Regions from separate parts of the Bombyx mori genome. Here region 1 is linked to region 2. A link is a contact called in public Hi-C data. All regions are on one chromosome and are shown on one strand. The core of a region is the stretch at or near the end of the contact, and the rest is flanking DNA. Distances in the headings are between cores, read along the strand shown. Region 1 overlaps LOC101740996 (protein MON2 homolog). Region 2 overlaps LOC101740445 (microtubule-associated serine/threonine-protein kinase 2).

Evidence for each region. Hi-C and Micro-C count contacts between places; a contact is called where the count stands out from the background.
Region 1: a contact with region 2 is called in a Hi-C map of whole pupa, with 2.0 times the contacts expected there. The contact joins two enhancer-like sites. A contact is called at or near these places in 2 of 7 Hi-C or Micro-C datasets (middle silk gland and whole pupa).

What each region holds. Positions count from the first base shown.
Region 1 is chr27:1,974,487-1,978,648 of ASM3026992v2, reverse strand. It overlaps LOC101740996 (protein MON2 homolog), which reads left to right. Exons shown (of 37, transcript XM_038021034.2): 36 at 1-84; 37 at 1,410-4,162. The coding sequence ends at 1,519. Among protein-coding and RNA genes, the nearest start is that of Tua1, 9.3 kb to the right of the region's middle. Within about 2 kb of position 1,453, at least 4 of the 8 cell types and tissues checked have open chromatin away from gene starts, as enhancers often do.
Region 2 is chr27:1,759,724-1,763,940 of ASM3026992v2, reverse strand. LOC101740445 (microtubule-associated serine/threonine-protein kinase 2) reads left to right here. Exons shown (of 38, transcript XM_021346221.3): 33 at 189-422; 34 at 1,592-1,767; 35 at 2,532-2,755; 36 at 3,787-3,942. Among protein-coding and RNA genes, the nearest start is that of LOC134201521, 63 kb to the right of the region's middle. Within about 2 kb of position 1,745, at least 3 of the 8 cell types and tissues checked have open chromatin away from gene starts, as enhancers often do.

The DNA.
Region 1 (4,162 bases), core at 204-2,703, 220 kb before region 2:
TGAAAGCCATAGCGACGCTGGCGGAGTCCATGAAGAAAGCGCCCCCCGGGAAAGTGGACGCGGCGGCCTGGCGGAAGTTAATAGGTAATTGTACTGTAACTTCACTAATGAGATTACTTACAGGGAGCCCCTGGCGAAAGTGTAGTTAGAGCGCGGAGGCTCCAATCTCGGTCCGTGCTGGAGTCGTGGTCTCGCCGTTTGGTGGACCCGTCAGCCGGCCTCCGTACGGTCCGGTCCGCCCGTTTCTCGCTGACTGGGTGGGCCGCGACCTTCCGGCTTACGCAGATGCTTACCGGCCACGGTTGCTTCGGCCGGTACTTGCATAAAATAGCCGGAAGGGAACCGACGGCGCAGTGCCACCATAGCGCAGACCGCGACGAGGATGACACATCGGAACACACACTGGCGTGTTGCTCTGGACTCTACCATGTATTTGATACACACTACACATACACACTGTCAAACTTTTCTTATTGCTTATAATCTGTGGTCAAATTGAGAATAGATTAAATATTGTTTGTCTTTATTTATATTTGCCTATAGTGTAGTCTTGGCGAAATCTGTGACCTATAGAAGTATGTCTATGACAATAGAACCATAATAGTATCACAAACTTATAATTCCAATTAATTATAGTCGAATTTCGACTACCAGGGGACTACTGGTTTTAACAAATACCTAAAGGCTACAGAGGTATGTTTGTGAGAGCGGTGTAATAGATGGTATTGTCGACTGGGTCCCTGAAAACATCCCAAGAGGGCTCCTATTAGGTTATATGTCGACGCTTGAAAGGCAAACGTGACTAAGCGACAATGCGTGAACTTTACAGTAGACAGTACAGAGTACAGTAATTTAAAGTTGAAATACCTGACAAAAATTCTATTTTAACGAATCTAGCTGTAGGATTGAAATGATTTTAATAGATCTAGAATTTTTGAAGTTATACTTCTTTAGGCGCGTTATTAAAAATTGATGAGAGTAAAATTTTACGATGCGCGCGCACCGTGACACAAAATTAACAGAATGAAGTTGCCCACTAAATCGCTCATTACAATACGACCGACGTAACTTAGCGAGTCTGAATATAGCCGCAGGTGAACTTTCCGAACCGTACCGAGAATTACCGAATTTATACGATGTCATGAAAAGGGATGTCCAATATGCGTGTTTGAGGATGTTGTTTAATCGATTTTTTTTTCAAATTGATTAAAATTTAAATAAAAAAAAGGAATAAATTTAATAAAAATAAAGTATAACTTCTAACGTGTACATAAGTACACGCACTCTTTTTTTTGCGCATCAAATATTGTTATTGCCTATCATTTATGTACAAAGCAGTTATTGTCGCTTAGTCACGTTTGCCTTTCAAGCGTCGATATAATCTTACTCTATGGTGTGACGTTGTGCAGACGCGTATGGTGGGTTGGCGCGGCTGGCGGCGAGCGGGCGGGCGCGGGGCGCGGGGGGCGCGCTACGGGCCGCGCTGTTGCACTACGCCGCACTATTGGCGCCGCCCTAGGCCCGCACACAACGAGCCGAGCCGCCCTCATTCCAAAAATGGCCGAACTATATAACGTATGACGTCACTTCGGGCCACAACTAAAGGCTTCGTCTAACAGAACGCGTACTTAGCGCCGCGTTTTAACGGCGCGCTCTTTACACGTCACACAAATCGACTAGATGAACCCAACGCTACTTGACGCGACGTAACATCCGCCAAATCATAGTGCCTTTCGATAGCAGTCTGAAAATTTAAAAGTATTAAGATGTCGAGTGATTCAGATGTGGCATGGGTATTTTCTAACTAATTCTATTAATTATTCGGGCATTATCCAGTATTTTAATACAAATTCACTCGGAGGCTAAAATAAAATTCAACACATCTCGGCGCGCGTTAAGTATGCGCTCTGTTTGACGAAGCCTTAAGATCTTGCACTAACACACGAAGACTAAAACGTTTAGTGAATTAAAATATAAGTAATTAATGTTAAACGATGAATAGTGGTTTAAATGATTGCTTTAAATTATTCATAGTTCCCTGTAAGTACTTTCCCTTTGCCTATCTAGATAGGTTAAAAAGTAAACAACGCCATCTTGCGCCAGTGAGGCGTAATTTTTACTATCCCATAGAAGACTTTGTTTACTGAAGATTTAAATTTTTGAAATGCATGATCCCCTATGATCCTTATTTAGCAGAACAATTTTGAATGAGAATTTTTATTTAAGTGTAGTAGCATGTATTTGCTTTATTAGTTTTGAATTTACAAATATTACTAATGATATCCAATTAATAATTTGATTCAGTATTTACGAAGCACTGTTTTAATTGACATTTACAGCATTGCGAGTCGTTTTGAAATAAACACACACACAAATCTACCTTCTAAAAAATATAATATTTATATATTAACTTAAAAAAATACACAAATACAGCACTTGAACATTCAATCGAACCTGTACAAAATGTAAATTTGTTCATTAATAAAATTAAACAAAAAAATCGTAATAAATGTCTTTAAAGTTGTGTCATTTTCTTTGTAATTTAATTTAGAATTATACCAATACTGTTATTAGATATTCGATGCGGAATGATATGAATTTAAAAAAAAATATTGTCAAGTAATTTGACATAAGTAAGTACTGAAAGGAATGTCGGGTGGTACTGGTGGTAGACCTCTTGTGAGTCCGCGCGGGTAGGTACCACCAGCTTCCCTATTTCTACCGTGAAGCAGCAATGCGTTTCGGTTTGAAGGGCGGGGCAGCCATTCTAACTATACTGTTATAATTATACTAATTTATTCTTACCTTAGAACTTTATATCTCAAGGTGGGTGGCGGCATTTGCCTTGTAGATGTCTATGGGCTCCAGTAACCACTTAACACCAGGTGGGTTGTAAGCTCGTCCACCCATCTGGTTTTTATCAGCAATAAAAAAGTCTGGTGTCAGTACGGAGAACCCTTTACGTAGTAAAATTAAACAAAAATCTCATTGAAATATCTATAACGTAATATTATTGCATCTTGCACTGCGCGCAATAGAATTGAAAACATGGTGCACGGGTCAACGACCCTATTGCGAAGACTCTTTCGCTTGCCGCCCCACTAGATGTGCGTCTTGAATAATTAAAACGAAAAATATTCACTCAAAGACGAAGTTATCAAACCGTATAGTAGGCTATTTTTTTTTATATTGTGTTATATGAAAAACAATATGGAGCGAAAAATTATATAAAGTTGATTTGATACTGCAATCAATTGGAATTAATATTAATGAAACGAGATGAGATGGGATGAAATATAATCTCAGTAAAATGGTAGTAAAATACGTACTAAATAGTAAACGGTAAAATACTGAGAATTATTCAGTGGACTTTTTTGATAAACCCGATAAGTTACATCTAGCGGCTTTGTTTCATTTTCCCACATTTGTGCACTTTCTCAGATATTAAACAGTTAATAAACCACCGTTATTACACATTTTAAACCTGAAGAAATACTAAATAGACAAAATAAAACAAAACACAAAAACTTCACTCCTCGCGTTCCCGCCAAAAAGTCCCCAAAAAAAGACAAGTATCACATCTCACAGATTAAATATCTTTGAGGCAGAGGCTACACTTTTTACATGCCAGTGATTATGTTGATGCTTTGAAAATCACAGTAAATAAATATATATTTTAATATGTTTTATTTATTTATTATATGTTATAAATATGTTTTCAGATATTTTTTAGTAACCACTAATTACTTTTTATTCAATGCCTATTGCGCCTCAGCGATATACGAACTCAAGACAATTACAATCATTTCTATTGTTAGGTTACTGTACTGTAAAACTGTGACTTAGATCTCAGGTCTTAAGGTACGTTGCGGAATTTACGTTGTTGATGTCCATGGGCTCCGATGACCGCTTAACACCAAGTGGTCGGTGAGCTCGTCCACTACCTAAGCAATAAAAATTGTAGGTATTAAGGTAGAAGCCATACCCCGTTCCCTTTGCACCCTGTATACAGCCTGTTATTCCTTACCACTCAATTATGTACAAGTTACCAACACTATTGAAATAAATAAACATTTTACGAATTCGTCTTTATAGGCCTATTTAGATTCACAGTCGATTGAATTTAATTTAAGAAATCATTTTTTTTATTTTTTATTTCAAA
Region 2 (4,217 bases), core at 496-2,995:
GATAATGGTTTGGGTTAGAATTTTTAATGTTTGGTGCGGTTAGTTCATAAAGTTATAATTTATATATAATTAAACGAATGTCAATTTTATTTTTGTTGGTTTATAGTTTCAATACTTAATAATAAAAACGGCAGAACATCTAAATTGGTTGTGATGTGGTTGACAATTTTGGTAAACCCTACCACCAGATTACACCCTCGTTCAGCTGAAGCCAAGTGTTCGATATCGCCTCTGTGCTGCGGGGGGGTGGTGGCGGGCGTGTCGGTGAGCGCGGGGAGCACGCGGCGCGGCGGGGTGTGGCGAGCGCCCGCCCCCGCGCCTCCCACTCCGCCCCCCCAGGACAAGCCCGACGAGCCACCCCTGCCCAGGATAGCAGAGGAGAAGGATTCGCCGACGCATCACGCCAGAAACTTGCCTAATAGGTAATATATTGGATGTTAGGAGACCGCTTCCGAAAACGAAGACAGACAATAGTACTAATAACACCTTTGATGATGGGACGGTAAAAAAAATCGATACTAATTTTAAAAAAAAATATTTTGATTAGCATTATTTACCCTCCATTATGTTAGTACAGCTAAATGATACGATAGTTTCACAAAAAAATACATGACTTTACTTTTAAAAAAAACCAGCAATGAAACACAAAATCAAAAACAGCTGATGCTCGGGTCAAGGAACGCCCGGGCGCGGCGCAGACTCGCGCGATCAAATACTTATTTACAACATTTGTCTAAATAACTAACTTATCTACTTGTCATTAGTACTATCTTTTGTATTCGTTTACAGAAGCGGTCTCCTAATACCCAGTATTTATAGTACACCTATTCTGTTACTATACAATATAAAATGCCTATACTATTTTCGTATACCTAACTAAAGATTATTACTAAATTTATAGTTTAAATTTTTTGTTTATATGACAATATTATCCATATTTGTACATATCGTTCATATAAATTACTAGCAGTACTCGCCGGCATTTAAAATTTACATTATTATTTATTGTCATTATTATTAGGGAGTGCAACATTCACATAAATATTAGCCTATCCATTAAGTACATGTATTTTCTACATGGATACCAAGCTTCAAGTCAATCGGATGCATGGTTCAGTAGTTATAACGGAACATCCATAAAAACCACTGTAGATTTATATATTAGTATAGATTAAATCAATTGATTTGTTTTCAACGTTTTATTTATTTATTTCAAACTAGCTGACCCGGCAGACTTCGTAGTGTCTCAATCGATAAATAAAAGACCTAAACTTTTGTATAAAATAAACTTAAAACAAACAAAAGGAATCCGTCCGACGGGGGACACATCAAAGGAAAAACAAAATTGTTATTTTTATTTAATTCCGAGCACTTTCATATTTATCTACCTTTTAAACCTTCTCTGGACTTCCACAAATAATTCAAGACCAAAATTAGCTAAATCGGTCCGCCCGTTCTCGAGTTTTAGCGAGACTAACGAACAGCAATTAATTTTTATATATATATAGATCTTTTTTAAATGTAATTTACATCTCCTAGTCGAGAGATGGCAGCACGTGTCTATGTTCCACTGAGGTTTGTTTGCCCGCAGCCCGGCGAGACAGGCGACCCCCAGCATCTTCACGTCATCTCCGAAGACGAGTCTCGGCAAGTCTCCGTTCGACGCGTCCGCCTCATTCGCGTCGCTCTCACTCTCCGACGAGTCCTACATCGCGGATTCGTCCGTCAATCTATCCGTCTTGGATACGTCCAGGGACCTCTTTATCGGTGTGTATGGACCACTGTATCTGAAGTAGGTTATCGGAGGCTATGGTGTAGCACGGCATATCGAAGTAATGATATCGATACCACTACCAGTAATATTCGTAAAAAATTGTGGATGGAAGAAGGATGACGGTATTCATAAATACGATCTCTATAGGCTCCTGTAACCACTTAATGCTAGGCGGGCTGTGAGGTTATTCTCTCGCTTGCGGAATAAAAATAGCCGCGAGTTTTACGGGCATTAATTATGCCTTGGCATAAACAGGTAATAGACATATCTCGATCCAATTAGTCTGTTTGAAACTTCAAATAGAAATGAACGCATTTTTTTTTTTTTTGGTAACCATCGTTTTTGGACCTCAGCAATGCAAGGGGCAGAGCGAAACCGCTTCCTACCATTAAGTACTCTTGAGTAGAATTCAGTTTTGTTTTTATATGTATTTGAATTAATGGGTGAGCATGCATATAGCTTTTTATTTATTTTTTATTGCTTAGATGGGTGGGCGAACTCATAGCCCACCTGGTATTAAGTGGTTACTGGAGCCCATAAGCATCTACGACGTAAATGCGCCACCCACCTTGAGATATAAGTTCTAAGATCTCGAGTATAGTTAAAACGGCTGTCCCACCCTTCAAACCGAAACGCATTACTGCTTCACGACAGAAATAGGCAGGGTGGTGGTATCTACCCGCGCGAACTCACAAGAGGTCCTACGAACAGTTTTTTCTCTTTAATAATCCGGCGACATCATCCTCTCCATCATCAGACGAGTCCAGGACGAGCACGGAGCCGAGCGTCGCCGACGAGAAACCACCAAAAGTAGAACCTCCAGTTATCGAGCAGCCCAAAGTTCGGAAGAAGTCTGACTCGAGTCTTAAGGAGGAAGAGTTTAAAACGAAAAACAAAAAAACGGAACTCAAGAAACAAGATTCCTTGAAGAAGATCGAAGTCAAGGATGAACCCAAAGTGGAAGAGAAAAAAGTTGACAAGGTATGAAAAAAATATCGATAGAAAACATATCTAGTACATTTATATCTTTGTAGCGAGTGGTTGAAATTGTGATGCATCGTCAGCGATCTTTCCTCTCATTTCACTTCTATCCGTCTGTCGGTTGTGTGAAAGAGAACGCTATCGGAAATAAAGTTGGCTTTAGTACTGGAATAGCTATCATGAAACACGAAATATTTGATAGATTTCTGAATCTCGCTGACGATATTTTCAAGATAAGCTTGCACATATACAAGTATTGAGCAATAACATTCGGGCCGCAAATCCCACCCCTCCTAGCTGAGCCCGTGCTCGCCTACCCTGGTGGAACTTGTAAGGTCACCGGGCCACCAGTAATTTTACCTTCATAAAAAAAAACATTGGTCCATAGAGTACCGCTCTCGACTCCCGCTTGGCTGAAGATCTTCCCTTCGCGTTGGCTTCCAAAGTGTTGTCTTTTCAATGCGCGTTTATAAATTCAACCCACAACTATGTACTGAGTGTTAGGAGACCGCTTCCGAAAACGAAAATTTTGTAAAAGAAACGCCGCGCCCGGGCGTTCGTTGACCCGAGCATCAGCTGTTTTTGATTTTGTGTTTCATTGCTGGATTTTTTTTAAAGTAAAGTAATATATTTTCTATGAAATTATCGTTTCACTTAGCTGTACTAGCATGATGGAGCGTAAATAATGCTAATAAAACGTTTTAAAATATGATTTTAAAAAAATCAGGATCGACTTTATTTCCCTCCCATCATCAAAGGTGTCATTAGTACTATCGTCTGTCTTCATTTTCGGAAGCGGTCTCCTAACGCCCAGTATATGTAACTTCAAGAAGTCTGATTAACATGAAACTTTACCCACGTACCGAGGACTGACAAATAAATTCACATTCGAATTCTTAGCTCGAGTTTGCTTAAGGCGCGTTTTTTTTACTGTGCAACACCGTATATTATATTTTGATATACATTGAAGCGCACTATACATCGCCGACTGAACTACCGCTTAATCTTATCACAAAAAATTTCCCAATCAGCCAATGGAACGAGTCGGCTCGGTAAAGAAGGTCGAGAAGGATATGAAGAAGGCGGAGAAGGCGGAGAAGAAACAGGATAAACAAGAGCCTAAGAGGACAGAGTCCCTGAAGAAGATGGAAGGACTGAAGAGACAGGAATCTGTCGAACTAAATAAGGTGAGGCCGGTGTTGTTACTGATAGTGACCTGGAGCTTAGAGTAACGCGTAACGCACGTCATTTTGGATCCTCCCGATTCACTAACGGTGCTTTTAGGTATCTCAAGCACCGGTCATCGTCCTCGTCGAACCCGTCGCTTGCGACGAAGGGCTCGGCGAGTAAACTAACCCCCAGACACAGCCCACTGAGTTTCTCGCCGGATCTTCTCAGTGGGTCGCGTTTCCGATCCGCTGGTAGATTCTTCGAAGCACGTCTCTTGCTAGGGTTCGTGTTA